Regions from separate parts of the Pan troglodytes genome. Here region 2 is linked to region 1. A link is a contact called in public Hi-C data. All regions are on one chromosome and are shown on one strand. The core of a region is the stretch at or near the end of the contact, and the rest is flanking DNA. Distances in the headings are between cores, read along the strand shown. Region 1 has its middle 84 kb from the start of TXNRD1. Region 2 overlaps NOPCHAP1 (NOP protein chaperone 1).

The links. Hi-C and Micro-C count contacts between places; a contact is called where the count stands out from the background.
Region 2: a contact with region 1 is called in a Hi-C map of induced pluripotent stem cells, with 2.2 times the contacts expected there. The contact joins two enhancer-like sites. A contact is called at or near these places in 2 of 7 Hi-C or Micro-C datasets (induced pluripotent stem cells and stem cell-derived neural progenitor cells).

The regions. Positions count from the first base shown.
Region 1 is chr10:111,177,385-111,185,312 of NHGRI_mPanTro3-v2.0_pri, forward strand. No RefSeq gene overlaps it. Among named protein-coding and RNA genes, the nearest start is that of TXNRD1, 84 kb to the left of the region's middle. Within about 2 kb of position 3,612, at least 2 of the 24 cell types and tissues checked have an H3K27ac peak or open chromatin away from gene starts, as enhancers often do. A contact at or near this core is called in induced pluripotent stem cells, where this site is marked.
Region 2 is chr10:111,874,253-111,882,180 of NHGRI_mPanTro3-v2.0_pri, forward strand. All of the region lies in intron 5 of NOPCHAP1 (NOP protein chaperone 1), which reads left to right. ALDH1L2 (aldehyde dehydrogenase 1 family member L2) reads right to left here. Exons shown (of 23, transcript XM_001160213.8): 4 at 7,016-7,181; 5 at 4,865-4,966; 6 at 3,560-3,649; 7 at 1,206-1,340; 8 at 1-52. Among named protein-coding and RNA genes, the nearest start is that of ALDH1L2, 19 kb to the right of the region's middle. Within about 2 kb of position 3,054, at least 1 of the 24 cell types and tissues checked has an H3K27ac peak or open chromatin away from gene starts, as enhancers often do. A contact at or near this core is called in induced pluripotent stem cells, where this site is marked.

The sequences.
Region 1 (7,928 bases), core at 2,362-4,861:
GACTTACACCAGTGACCTCCCCTGCCCACTTGCCATGGGCTTCCCTGGTTCTGAAGCTCTCAGACTTGGCCTGAATTACACCACCAGCTTTCCTGGCTCTCCAGCTGGCAGGTGGAAGATGGTGGGATGTCTCAGCTTCCATAACCATCTGAGCCAATTCCCATAGTAAATCTCCTATCTATCATCTATCTATCTATCATCTATCTGCCTATCTATCTATCTATCTATCATCATCTATATATTTACCTGTCATCTATCTATCATCTATCTCCTGTTTCTCTGGGGAACCCTGCCTAATACAGTGGGATTATTTGAGTAACAACTTTCTCCTCAACCTGGCTGGACGATCCAAAATGATCAGGGCCACGTCTGTTGGACAGTGAGAGCATTTAGGGGAGCATGCAGCCCGGAGTCCAGGTTGAATCCTGGATCTGCCACTTACTAGCTGTGTGACCTTGAAAAAAAAGACTGAGCTTCACTGTGCCCCGAATCCTCCATAAAATGAAAATAACAGTAGCATCTGCTTTAGAGAGTGGATATGTAGATTAGATGAGATCATACTTACAAAGCACTTAGCACAGTGCTTGGCCATACTAAGTACTTGAAAATGCTAATTGTTATTATTATTATTTACCTCTATGCATATCTCAAGGTCCAAAACAAAAGCTAAGTCAGAAAAGGAGGAAAAAATGCCAGATGCCAAGAGAACATGCCAGCTTCTGGAGTGAGATGCGGAGATTGGGGGATTCGCAGGAAGAAGAAAGAGCCACTGAAACCACCCAGTTATCCCTGCATTTATTTATCCAAAGACCATCACTAAAGGTGTTCTACTTCCAAGCCCCACCTGGGCTTCCAGCCTAATAGGAGAAACAAACCTTAAACAAACAATGGTGCATAAATCATGATTTCATTACAATTGTGATGAGTGAGGCAACATACGATACAGAGGACTTAAGAATATTTTAACAGGAAAATCACCATAGCCCAGGGCTGGAGGTTGGGAACTGGGGAACTGGGGATAAGAATCCAGGAAACCACCCTGCCCAGCATGCAGAAGGGAGTTAATGGAGAAGTCTTGCTGGGTCGGCCTGTAAGGGATTAGTCCACACAAGCATTTACACAGGCAGAAGGAGGGCAAGGTCATTACATCCCTTTTGGACACAGTAAATGTCCAGTTGTCCTTTTCCCTGCCACTGTATAGTAAGATGGTGGTCAGGACCTGGGGGTGCCAATGACTGATCTCAACCATACCTCTAAGCTGAGAAGGGAAAGGTCACTGAGTATTACTTAAGCCAGACTTAAAGAACAGTCCCAAAGCTTCTGACAGCTAAGACAATGTCCTCTTCGCTTTCAATGACAAAGGCCCAACTGAGTAACATATGAACATTGAGGGAGCCTTATGACTGCACACAGACACTTGGACCACTGACCCAGGGAAACTCCTTAACTGCTTGAATGAAGTACCAGTCATTCATGGTCAATAGATTCTTCTGCTGCATGGAATTTCTGCTGGGCTGGTGGAGGCAGCTGAGAAATAATGGGGAGAGGCCAGGACAAAGCATGGAAAAACTTCAGTTACGTTTTGTTGGTTAACAATGGGACCTTCAACAAGACACTCATTGGCTTGGGCCTCACTTTCTTCATCTGAATAATGGAGATAATAACACCTAAGTAGGTGTGTTCCTGGCTTTAAGTAACAAACACCCACTAACAGGGGCTTAAATAAATATATGGTCATTTTTCTGACATAAGGAGTCGCAGCCAGTTGGTTGTGGACATTGGAGAAGCAACTCAGTAACGTCAGAGGTTTTGGATCTGCTTCTTTGCAATTTTCTCATTCTTTCCCTCATGGTCACAAAATGGCTGCTGTAGTTCCAGCCATCAAGTCTGTATTTAGTAAGGCAGTAAGAAGAGGGGGTGAAAGATAGGACTGCCTCTCTACCCTTTCCACAGCCATCCTGGTGTTGCCTGACACACTTTTGCTTTTAACTCATTGGCCAGATCTCTGTCCTGGGCCATCCCTAGCTGCAAGGGAAGCTGAGAAAGTGAGTTTTAGCTTTTCTTTTCTTTTCTTTTCTTTTTTTGAGACAGAGTCTCACTCTGTTGCCCAGGCTGGAGTGCAGTGGCACGATCTCAGCTCACTGCAAGCTCCACCTCCTGGGTTCATGCCATTCCTCTGCCTCAGCCTCCCGAATAGCTGGGACTACAGGCGTGTGCCACCTCACCCAGCTAATTTTTTGTGTTTTTAGTAGAGACGGGGTTTCACCATATTAGCCAGGATGGTCTCGATCTCCTGACCTCGTGATCCGCCTGCCTTGGCCTCCCAAAGTGCTGGGATTACAGGCGTGAGCCACTGCGCCTGGCCGAGTTTTAGCTTTTCTAATCTATAGAGCACATGAAGAGTGTCTATCTCAGCATATAAAGCAGAGACTCCACTAGACAGTGAAGGGAGGTAGGCGAAATGGATGTGTGTTTCATGTCTGCGCCCCACACCCCATCCAAGGTCCGTCTCTCCCCAGCAGTTGTCATAAGGGCTCATTATCATTTAGCCATCATGCAGAATATCAGAGCTGCCAAAAGGGAAAGCAAAGTGAATCGTCCTAAAGCAGCCTGCTTTTTCTTTTTTCTTTTTCTTTTCTTTTTTTTTTTTTTTTTTCCTATTTGGAAGGTTTGGATTTGAAGTAAATCGTCATTAAGCAGTCTAAGTATTTCCTTTATTTATTTATTTGTTTATTTATTTATTGAGACAGGATCTCACTCTGACATCCAGGCTCAAATGCAGTGGTGCAATCTAGGCTCACTGCAGACTCAACCTCCTCAGCTCAAGTGATCCTCCCACCTCGGCCTCCTAAGTAGCTGGGGCTGCAGGCACACACCACCACACCGGCTAATTTTTGTATTTTTTTGTAGAGAGAGGGTTTCACCACATTGCCCAGGCTGGTCTTGAACTACTGGGCTCAGGTGATCCTCCTGCCTCAGCCTCCCAAAGTGCTGGGATTACAGGCATGAGCCACCACATATTTTGCTTTTTAAAGCATTTACTTTAAAAATCTCACCTCTTTCAATCCTCGTTCTGTTCATTGTTTGCTGCAAGTTCGAGGGGCCTGTCAGTTCTTCCTGCAAATAAAATCAGTGAACAACCCTGTAGATACACTTCAAGGTATACAGGGGAGCAGAGAATGCCGCCTGGGTGGGGGTGAGTGTTACTTCAGCGGCAGGGAAAGGCTCTGTCAATATTTGCGAGGAAGAGACGTCTCCAGAAGTAAGAAAGGCCACATTATGGAAATGGCATGTTTTATGCAGGGAGACACTTGAGAATCAGGGAGAGTCAATAAAGGGGCTAAGAAGGGTTAAGAACTTGGGTTTGAGAATAAGGCGAGTCTACTGGTTAAGAAGGAGAATAAGGCTTCAGTAAGCCAGCCCCACCTGCCACCTTGCCACCCCTTTTTAGGAAATAAGGGACGCTTGCCAGGGGCTGTTTTGTGAAATAATCTAGAGGTATTTATGCCAAAAGGACTGACGGAAATACCACCACTGCCAACCACGACAGCATCCTGGTTCCCTAAACGGATGGGCTTCTTTGTTTTCCTTTGTCTCAAGGAATTAGAGGAATGTGGCTACACCGGCAGCTTCTAACACCAGCTAGCCTGGGTTCACATCCTGGATGAATCACTTACTGTGTAACCTCAGGCATATTGTTTAACCTCTCTGTGCCTCAGCATCCTCAGCTGGAAAATGGGGGTGGCAATAGCAGCACCTCCCTTGTGTGGTTGTCAGGACAAAATAAGTTAACTCAGGGAAGTAAGGAAAGTTAATTAGTAAGTAAGTTAACTCTGGGTGAGTAAGGTATCGAGGACAGGGGCTGGCCTCTAACGTGCTATGTTAGTGTTGGTGATTCTTACGTGTGAACCAGCAGCAGATGGAAGGTCTGGCCGTTGAGGGATGCTACTTTTTTTCCTGATGATGACTATGAACGTCTTGTGTGGTCTAAGACAGCAGCCCTCAACATTTTTGGCATCAGGGACCGGTTTCATGGAGGACGATTTTTTCCACGGTCGGGGGGTGAGGGGGGTCAGGATGGTTTTGGGATGAAACTGTTCCACCTCAGATCATCAGACATTAGTTGGATTCTCATAAGCAGTACACAACTTAGACCCCTCGCATGCCCAGTTCACGATAAGGTTCATGGTCCCATGAGAATCTAATGCCACCACTGATCTGACAGGAGGCGGGGCTCAGACGATGATGCCAGGGATAACGGGCGGCTGTAAATACAGATGAAGCTTCGCTCACTTGCCCGCAGTGACTCGCCCCACTTCCTGCTGTGGGGCCCAGTTCCTAACAGGCCACAGACCGGATGAGTACCGGTCCACAGCCCAGAGGCTGGGGACCCCTTGTCTCAGAGACATCTTGAGAACCTCTTTATTTCCTCTTTGCTAATGCAAGAAGTGGTTTTGAAAGCAATTCATGCATTTTCAGGAAAGAAGGCAAAAGAGACTAGGGAAGGGGGTGGGGAAGGCTTACCAGGTGCTGTATACACGACAAAGCAGAAAGGCTGGGAACTACAACTCTGGAGTCAGACACATTTTGGGTTGAACTCAGTCACTGCCCATTAGCATAGTGATCCTGGAGAAGTCATCTACCCTCACGTGTGAAGGAGAAACAACGAATGCTCCTGGACCCTAGAGCTGCTCAGAGGATCCAATAGAGCAAAGATGTCAAAAGGCCAGCGCCATGCCTGGCACAGAGGAAGGATTGAATCAGTTAATTCAGCCATGCTGAAGCCACCATGATGTGACAGAAAATCAGCTTGCAGCTGGGGGAGCGGGATTTGCCTCCTGATCATCTGCCCCGGAATCCACCACCTTCCTGAATGGCAGTCCCAGCAGCGCCAGGGTGGAAGCAGATGCTGGCTGAGGAGAGAATCCTGCCCTTCCCCGTCCAGCCACTTCCAGCCGTCTCCCAGCCCCTGGGTGCTGCACGGGCAGTACCAAGACTTCCCTGGGCCGGAAGGACCTCTGACAAGGCCCTGGAAGCCCAGCAGGGCCAGGCTGGGCTTTGAGAGGAGGTGAGTGTTAGGAGTGCGTGTCAGGTGGGGGAAGGGAGCTGTAAGCCGCAGAGACTGGCCAACCTTGCCCATGAGCTTTAGGTCTCCATCTATGTGTCCATGCAGAAGGGCCCCCAGAGGAGAGCAGCATCCCGGCCTCTGTCAGGAGAGGAGAGAGTTACCCGATTTAGGGAGCTCAGGAGAAAGAGTGAGCGTGCTCAGCTCATCCCTCCCCTGTAGGAGCCAGCCCCTACCAAGGGTGAAGAGGGCCAGGCCCTGGGGTTGGGGGTGGATGGAGGTCTGCAGAGGTCCTCCAGCAGCCTCTGTGATGGATGGGCAAGTTCGTTTGTGCACTGCAGTCTTGGCAGCCTTGCACATTGTCCCCAGCTTCCCGTTCCCCAGCCTACCTCTTTTTTTTTGTTTTTGAGACAGGGTCTCACTCTGTCGCCCAGGCTGGAGTGCAGTGGCGCTGTCTCGGCTCACTGCAAGCTCTACCTCCCGGGTTCACGCCATTCTCCTGCCTCAGCCTCCCGAGTAGCTGGGACTACAGGCGCCCGCCACCATGCCCGGCTAATTTTTTTGTGTTTTTAGTAGAAATGAGGTTTCACCGTGTTAGCCAGGATGGTCTCGATCTCCTGACCTCATGATCCGTCCGCCTTGGCCTCCCAAAGTGCTGGGATTACAGGCATGAGCCACCACGCCCGGCCTCATCCCCAGCCTACCTCTTGTAAAAATGAGCTGCCACTTTGCTGTCCATCCCTGGGACCCTGGCAGGCTCCATGAGTAGGCAAGAGAGGGGTGTGGTTCACTAGCCCCACCTCCAACAATATCGGGAAACTCTGTGTTCCATCTCCTCCTGAAGCTGGCAGCCCTCAGTGTATACTTTCTCAGCTGCAAATGCTACCATTTTAAACTCAGAGGATTTTAAAAAATATATTTGAGCCTCACACAGGAAGATCCAAAAATTATTAAAATATAGAACATTTAGACTGTGGGGCAGAGACTGCATCTGTTCTGTTCACTTACCCCTAGGTCCTAACATACATAGTAGGTACCCAATAAACATAAGCTTAGCAAATGACTGAAAATTAATTTAAGCAGCTCATATGTGAAAAGAGCATATACACAAAGATGTTCATTGCAGCATTGTTTATAATGGTAGAAAATTATTTTGTACTATCTGGTTAAGAAATCTGTAGTATATGAATGCAATGAAATGGCATGCTATTATTAGAATTAACAAGAGGACTATCAAACCAGGAGAACAGGTTTACGGGATGTTGCTAAATGAAATTTAATAATACTGTGATTTAAAGAATGTAAACGTGTATATCTACATAGATGAAGATTGAAAGGCCCATTTAGAGATACAGTCATTGCTGTGTAAAATTAGCAGCAATTAAGAAACACCTTTGGTAATGTTTTACAGTGGATTCTAGAATATGTTTTAAACTCTTTTAAAGAAACCCCTGCAGTATTTTCTAAACAGATGAGATGGTGGTTTGCTATTTTCCAGAGTCCATTGAGTAAGCTGTGAAAGGCCCCATTGGATAGGGGGCTTCTGGAAATTTCCATCTCCCCACCTCCTGGTGGATAGCAACTCAGAGCTGGCAAAATTATTCTTGGCAAAGGCAAGCTCATCTCAGAAAGAGTTCTCAGTGCAAAGAGCCTTTAGCAACAGAGGTGCTAGAATCTGTGTCGGTGAAGCTTTGTAAACAGCAGGGATTCCACAGAGGCCTTTTCAGGCCTTTATTTCCCACTCTGTTCCTTCTCCTCCTTCTTTTTTTTTTTTTTTTCCCCAAGTTTTGTAAACATCCCAGGGATGATTTTTGTCGGTCTGTGGGAGTTGGATGAGATGGAAAGAGGCCTCGCATTGTCCCTGCAGACCTGTATCCCTTCCCGCCACCCCTGCTGCCCTCACACTCCCCTCCCACCACAGCACCCACCTGTGGTCTGACAGAGGACACCACACCTTTGCCCATTCTCACACCCCCTCCCGCTGGACAGCCCCTGTCCTTAATGAGGCAGCTTGATGTTTTGTGGGACCTGCTGGTGTCCTGCCCAGGGAGGGGTGTGAGGGGTGGTGGGCTGGCCTGCTCCTGGAACTGTAGCATCAAACTGTTCAGGCTTTCGTTTGCAACAGCCACACACTGGGACACCAAAATAGGTCCCGGCGGAGGTGTGGGTGGGGCTGGCCTGGGCTTGGCCCCACCCAAGTAGGGCGCCAGGGAGACAGAGTGCCCCAGCACCACCAAGGTGGGCAGAAGCCATGTGGGGCCACTGAGAGAAATTCCACTGAGGTTCCTGTTGGGCCTTCCTTCCACCCAAAGTTTTGGACCTTCTGCTTGAGTGAATTATAGTGGGAATTCTGGGCTTTGGCTTTGGGGGCTGCCAGATGAGAAGGGTCTTAGTGTTCAACTGGTCCCACCTGGCACTGCGGGAAAAGCAGAAGCTGTCACCTCCCAGCTCTGCCATTTACTAGCGCAAGTTGTTGAAGGCCATCGATTCAACGCCATTTAGGTGTGTGCTAAGCGTTACATACACCTTATCCTTTGTCATCTCTACAGCTCTGGCATGGGTGTACTCTTCAGAGATGACAAAACTGAGGCCCAGAAAGGGTGAGTCACTGGCCCAGGGTCACCCAGCTTATCGTAGGTGAAGCTAGAATGTAAACCCAGATCTAATTTTCCTCCCAAGCAGGTGACTTAATCTTTCTCCTGAGCTACCTTCTCGTGTCTTCCCGAAGCCAATTTCCCTTGCAAAGCAGCAGAGCAACTTGACATTGGTGCACATGTTCCCCTCCAGAAATCCCGCCTGCAAAAACTCTGAAAATGGAAAGTTTATTCATGGGAAAACTTGCCCTGAGCTGCCATGAGGCTCA
Region 2 (7,928 bases), core at 1,804-4,303, 700 kb after region 1:
GAGAGGCAGGGATCATTTTTCCATCTTCAAACTGCAGATTTCTCACCATCAGCTACAAAATAGCAACAAAACAAGCATAAAAATTGAGGATTGAGACAATACAAAAGTGAGGCTGGTGGGAGGAGTCCTATAGATTATATGCATATAAGGGCAAGTTTATTTGGAAAAATACAAAAATATGGATTAAAAGCATTCACCATTATGTGTAAAAGGGCTGAAATGGCACTTGAATAATGGCAGCAGAAAGGAAAAAGTGAGGTCCAGGGATAGGTACATCTCAAAATGGAAAATAAGTCCTGGAAAATTTGACACTTGGATGTAGGTATTTGAATTAGAATCTATTATGAAAATAACAGACACCACCAGTGCTGCTGCAACTCTGCAGCTGCTGCCTCTGAGCACTTGCCCTGCACCATGCTCAAGAATGAATGCATAAGTGCTTGCTTCAGCAGCACATATACTAATAAAAAGAATGCATGCATGTGCTGAAGGATCTTACCTAATTTCATAAAAGCCAGTGGAGGCGGATGCCATTATTATTCCCATTTTACTGATGCAGAAAGGGAGGCTCAATGAGGTTCAGTAATTTGCTCAGTGCCACACAGACAGTAAGTAACAGAGCTGGGAGTAGAACCTAGAACTAGCAGGACTCTTAAGCCTACAGTCTTAACGATTTATCCTGCAGCAACTGGAAAATAGCTGTAAGCTACAAATTCCCTTTGCGTGCTTCATTGGGAAGCTTCGCAAGGGCACACTGAGGCCCAGGGCCAACCCTCCTGAGCATAGGCAGTGTAGGTGGTGCCTGTCTGGTGGATCAGTGGCAAGGGGCATCTGAGGAGGGTCACATCCATTTCACTTGATCCTCCCAGAATCTGGCACTGGGAAGGCAGACAGACGAGATTCTCCTCTCTGTTATAAAGATGGCAAAACAGACTCAAAGGGAAGAATCATCCTGCCCAAGACCAGCGAGTGGGAAGCAGGGATTCACATCCTTATCTCCCCACTGAATTCCAGCCTCTTTCCACTTTACACAAGGCAGCCTATGCAGATCTGTGGGGCCCATCTTGAGACACCTCATCTCCATCAGGGCACTCAGAGCCAGCTCCTCCCCAGCCAGCAATGGAGTGAAAGCTATTCCCTTAATAGCTTGGGTTATAGAAGAAAATCAAAAGGTTATTTCATAGGCAGCCATATTGAACACTCACTGCTTTTCCATCGTTACCAAAAAGAACAAGTCCATTTTTGGTAACGAGACCAGGCTTCTTGGCACCTTTAATTTCCAGTGGTTCTCCAGGAGGCACAGAGCTATTCAGTAATGTCGAGCCATAGAAAGTGACCATCTAGTAAAGAGATCAAACACAGATTGTAAAATCAGGAGAAAAGCTGTTCATAGCGGTATGTATAAGCATCATTCTCTGCAAAAACGCTGAAGTTCATATTATCATCTGTAATAAAATTGAGACACCACAATGGGAGAAACTGTCTCAAACATCCATAGAAATGACACAAGGCGGCCGGGCGCAGTGGCTCACGCTTGTAATCCCAGCACTTTGGGAGGCAGAGGCAGGCAGATCATGAGGTCAGGAGATCGAGACCATCTTGGCTAACACGGTGAAACCCCGTCTCTACTAAAAATACAAAAAATTAGCTGGGCGTAGTGGCGGGCACCTGTAGTCCCAGCTACTCGGGAGGCTGAGGCAGGAGAATGGCGTGAACCCGGGAGGCAGAGCTTGCAGTGAGCCGAGATTGTGCCATTGCACTCCAGCCTGGGCGACAGAGCCAGACTCTGTCTCAAAGAAAAAAAAAAAAAAAGAAAGAAATGACACAAGGCAAGAAATAGTCTGTGAATATGTCACTGGAGAGTCCAAAATGCCCCACATCCAGGTGACATGAGTATGCATTTATCACATATTCGCATTGATACAAAGGTGAATGAGATAAAAAGCTCTCAGCCTTTATAGCCTGAAGGTAGGGTTTGGGTGGGTGGGGAGGTGTTGGGGGTGGGCGTCAATGATGGGCAATGCACAGTGGTCACCAGACTATTACAGTGCAGGGTGATAAGTGATGAGAAGCATAGGGTGCTTTGTGTGTCCGTTCATGGAAAAAGGATTGGATCCAGACAGTAACCAAGAGACACTGACGCTGACTGCATTATTATTGCAATTCTAGGATGATCAGTTATCATTTATGGAGCACTATTATGATTATGCTATAATGGTTTGTTGAATACTTACTCTAGGCCCAGGGCTAAGTACTTAAATGAGTTAACATGTATTAATTCTTTTTTTTTTTTTTTTTGAGACAGAGTCTTGCTCTGTCACCCAGGCTGGTGCAATCTCGCTGCAACCTCTGCCTCCCGGGTTCAAGTGATTCTCCTGCCTTAGCCTCCCAAGTAGCTGGGATTACAGGCACATGCCACCACACTGAGCTTTTTTTTTTTTTTTTTTGTATTTTTAGTAGAGACAGGGTTTTGCCATGTTGGCCAGGCTGATCTCAAACTCCTGACCCGAGTAATCCTCCCACCTCGGCCTCCCAAAGTGCTGGGATTACAGGTGTGAGCCACCATGGCTGGCCAACTCATTTAATCTTCACAATTACCCATAACCTAAGGGAGGCAGTATTATTAGTCCCATTTTACAATGAGGAAACCAAGGCACCCAATGGTTAAGAAACCTGCCCGAGGTTACACAGTAACTTTTCATAGAAGCATTCTGGCTTCAGATCCTGCACTCTTAACCATTACACTAAACTCCCTCCCTTGGTCACCCATCGAGCCCATGGATTTTTATTGGCACTTAGTACGTACCCAGACTCCTGCTTAACTGCTGAGATTATCAGGACAATCACAGGAAGCCCTTGCCCCTAAGGAGTTCACAGTCTAGTGTTGGGGGGAATAAAGAGACCCTCACAATATATGATGTGCGATGCCAGAGGTAGGCAGAGTGTTGCTGGAACCCAGAGATGGGCCATCAGACCCTGCCAGTCTGGGCATGTGAGATCAGGAAACCTCCCCGAAGAGGTGAAACCTGAGAGCCTGGGCTGAGTCAATTACCCATGGATAGAAGACCCTTCAGGCCCTGGCCGCCTCTCCCGCTTCAGCTCTCCCCATGCCTGTCCTCACAGTCCAGACCCTGGCTTCACTGAACTCCTTTTGCAAGTCCTTGACCAGGTGCTGGAGTCTCTTATCTCTGGGGCTTCACCTACTTGTCTTGCTCTCAACCTGGTTAACTCTTCTCGAGCAAAGCAGTGAGCTTTTCTAGGAAGCCTTTCCTAACATGCCTGAGTCTCAGCCTCCATGATAGCGTTTATCTTACTGCACTGAGAATGTTTATTCACTTCTCTGCACTCCCCATGAAACTGCAGGCTCCTTAGATCAGGCGCTGGATTTAGTGTCTGCTGCACAATAAATGCTTAATACATGCTGAGTAAAGGGGAGAGTGAATCACAGACCTGCCTCATGACCAAGGAAGAACCATGGGAAGCCCAGATTTATCTGTAATATCTCTTACAAAGGTAATAATCGGGGAGGGGGGTGGGGGGAGTGGTCCCTAAAACATACCTGTCCATTTATCTCTGTCCAAGCTCCAGGGACTTTATCATGACCTCGAATCCAGTTATGTAAAACTTCAGCAGACTGGTCCCAAGAAATCTAGGAAGGCACAAAACACAGGCTGAGCCTCCTATGGCTGTGAACCTCAAAGGCAATAAAAACGCTTTTCGTCATCAGAGGCAGAAACGCGTATGTTATTGGGAAATAAAGGAATTTTTGCTTCTTAGTTTTATTTGGAGTAAGTATTTTGTCAGGTGGCTGATTTAGTAAACAAGAGACTTTATTAAAGGAAAATAAAAAGCAGAGGGTTATTTAAAGGGACAGTATGCTTTGTAAAGATGAAGTAGAGCGGGCTGTTGAGGGGAGGAGGCCAGTAGCTGTTGGAGAGTTTTATGTTGGGTTTTTATTAGGTTGAACTTTTTTTTGAAGTTCCCACCTCTGTGAAGTCTCTGCCTCTTTTTTTTTTTTTTTTTGTCTAGTTTGTTTGTGTCTGTCTTAGCTCTCTGCTTTGTCTGCACCTAGATTTTGTCTCAGGTTTATGGGACCCTCCATATTATTAGTTGGTGTGTATGTGTGGATTGGTGTTGGATATGAATATTACCTGATGCCTGTGTTGTTTACTATTGTCACTGCAGGAAGGTTGTATAGTGGCCAAATCTATACCTACTGCATCTGTGTGTTTTTTTGGAATTTCCTTCTCTGCCCTAAGCTGAACTTATGGCTTCAGGTTTTTGTTTTTTGTTTTTTGTGACAGGGGTCTCACTGTGTTGGCCAGGCTGGTCTTGAATGCCTGGTCTCAAGTGATCCTCCTGCCTCAGCCTCCCAAAGTGCTGGGATTACAGGCGTGAGCCACCGTGCCCAGCGCGCCTAGCATGCCAGATTTTTTAAGGAATATCCCCTTTGCCCTTTTCATTAGCATGTAGCTAGTGATATTTTGACATTTTAACTGCAGAGCGAAGGATTGTTGGGCAGACTGAAGAGGCGTTTCTGGGCATTTTTTATTTGCTTGTTTGTTCGTTTGCATAGTATCTCCTCTCCTTTCTATGCACATTTGACTAAGTGCCCACCCACTCCAGCATTAGAGATACTATTAATATGCAAATTTTGAGTGGTCTTCCAGACACGAGTCTTCCCAGACTTTATTTTCTTTAGGGGACTCCCCTCTCCTGCGTATGTCTGGCTACCTGTCTACTCTAACAGGTAGGGCTAGGGCAAGCTGGCTTACCTTTTGGCAAGATCATAGTATGTGGGGAACTGCTGAAGGGTAGAGGGCCATGAACTCTGAGACATGTTATTGAGTTGATATATAAATACCTCAGCATTTTCCTTTTTCTGGATACCTTCATATGTTGCCCCTTCTTCTGGCTGGGGTATACGAGGAGCTTTTCCATCAGCTATGAGTTGGACAGCTTCTACCTAAGGCCAAAGACATCACCTGTGTTACAGCCCAACGATCAACAGTGGCATGGTCTATTTGACTAAAGTTTCTGCATAACGGAATTACTACCTATAAACCTGTTCAGAGAGTCAAGAGTATGATGATAACTACCATTTCTTCAGGTCCATCCTGACAAGCAGTGTGGTAGCTACTTTATGTAAAATATCCCTTGAAAACATAACACAAATCCTGCAAGGTGTATATTGTTATTCCTGTTTTACACCTGAGGAAACTGACAGAAAAAGAGCTAAGCAAGGCCAGGCGCGGTGGCTCACGCCTGTAATCCCAGCACTTTGGGAGGCCAAGGCAGGCGGATCACGAAGTCAGGAGATCGAGGCCACGGTGAAACCCCGTCTCTACTAAAAATACAAAAAATTAGCCAGGCGTGGTGGCGGGCGCCTGTAGTCCCAGCTACTCAGGAGGCTGAGGCAGGAGAATGGCGTGAACCCGGGAGGCAGAGCTTGCAGTGAGCCGAGATCACACCACTGCACTCCAGCCTGGGCGACAGAGCAAGACTCTGTCTCAAAAAAAAAAAGAAAGAAAGAAAAGAAAAGGAAAAAGAGCTAAGCAATTGGCTGAAGATCACAGAGAGAGCTTGTAGGTGTCAGAAACAGGATTTGTATCCAGGTCTATCTATTGCCAATCGAAGTCTGCACTCTCAAAAATGACTCCCTTGTTTAAAGAAACTGCCACCTCCCTTAGTGATTCACTGGAAATGATAGGAATATAATGATAAAATAAGTCTTTGTGAGTTATTTTACTCATCATGATGATTCTAAAAAATGATACCTTATTGTATTTAATGAATTCAACTTGCTTTCTAGTTTAGGAGACCTGGAATAAAAAAAGTTAAAATCTATCCATGAGCTTGATTGCCTTTGGGAGGTGTCCTGCATTTTCTTCTCTGTCATATTTATGTTTGCCTTGAGTCGAGAGCCTCCCATTTTCACTGCGAGGCCCACGTGAGTTCAAGTTCTCAGATTTCTCTCTAAGGACTCACAGCTGCTGACCAACCCACCCAAGAGCACACGGAGGGAGCCACAGGGGAACAGAGCCAAGTTTACAGCTCATTCCACCCACCTCCACCTAGGCTATAACTAGGTCTAGAATCTGGGCTTCAGCAAATATCACTGAACACACAAAATGCTATGTTGACTGTAATGATCATTTTATGAGCACCTACCATGGGCCAGATGCTTTGCACAAATAGTGTCACTTAATTTCCACAACCACCCTACAAGTCAGGTGGTATTATCCATGCTGTATAGATGAAGAAACCAAAGCTACAGAGGCTAAGCGACTTGCCTGTGGTCATGCAACAAAGAAGAGGTAGAATGGAAACTTGAGCTTAGGTCTTTCTGACATTGAAGCCCTACTCTCTTAATCATTGAATGATACAAGCAAAGCACTGCTTTCCTGTCTCCTAAATCAATGGCTACTACTGTATATAATCTTGCTACTTCTTTCATACTAGCTCTGAAAAAAAATTAAATGACATCAAAATTATCAGCTGGAGCTTTCACTATTTGTGTAGGCTAATATTGCAATATTTTTATTTGATGGTATACATGTTTTGGGATTTTTTTTTTTTTACCCCAGAGTACCTCTGGATAAATACAGCAACACCAAATTTCACCCTGTTACAGAGGCTAATTTAAAGTACTTTTAAATTTCCATAACAAATTACGTAGCAAAATTTCTTAAGATTCAATCTACTTCTTTACAATTAATCATTACAGGCAGGGTTGAAGATTCAAGTATTTGGCAAAAGAATGGAGCAGTTTAAATGCTACTGCATCCATTGGATCACTGCTCTCAGAAAAATAAGTCAGTTTCATAGACTAAGAAATTGAAAAATTCAGATTTCCATCCTAAATATACCATCCCATTAGTTAAAAAAAAATCTAATTTTGTTTTTAAACTTTATATTTTTGGTGAAAATTCATATGGATAATTTCTTCATAAAAGAAAAAATATTTTCAAAACTTTAAAGGTTTACTAAATTCTGGGTGGCAAAATATACTAACCATGGCCTTGATTCCTTCAGGAAAAAGAAACCGATTATAAAGTGCATCCACTGTATCATTGGGTTCAACATCACATGATCTCTGAAGAAGGATGGGTCCTGTATCCAAGCCATCATCAGCCCAGAAAACAGAAAACCCAGCTTTCTTATCTCCCATAATTAGAGTCCTGTGAAAAGAAGAATTTCAATTTAAAATGTTGGTTAACTGTATCATAAAGTGATGAATTAGTGATATTAAAGTATAAGATAGTTATAATGGAAAAGTAGACAATGAATGAAGCTACCATGAGAAATTAACAGTAGAACTGGGAGATGTCAGGGCTCATAAAAAGCAGTGCCTAATGGTACTGCTATTTTATATAATACATCTTCATATCTTGTCTTTCTTGTTAATGTACAGTAATGACTTGCAGTGAATTCAAAAAGGCATTAGAGTCTATCGTTACTACCACTCATTGACTCCCAGGGATCAGTTTTCTACTTCAAGATCAAGTAATTTGCCCACCTGGGTCCAATTCCTACATCGTATTTGACCCTGTATTAGGCGGAATAAGAACAGAAGATAAAACAGGATACTCTGTGAAGGACAGAATGTGAAGCTAATGTGAAGGACAGAGCTGATTATTAATTCAAGCTAATACAGAGGGAGTATGATGGTAGGTCAGCCATGTAATAATGTAAATATTTTTTACTTTTGAGCTACAAATCAAGACCTGAATCAATCCATCAATCACTAACTCTTCAGAAATACTAAGAAATTGACTGGCATTGCTATCAAGATCCTTGAAAATATTCATGTGCTTTGATCCAATGATTCTGCATGTGGAAACAGTGTAAATTGAGAAAAAGTACAAGTCTAAGTGCAAATATGTCTACTAAATAATAGTGTGTTATTTATAAGAGCCAAAAAGAAA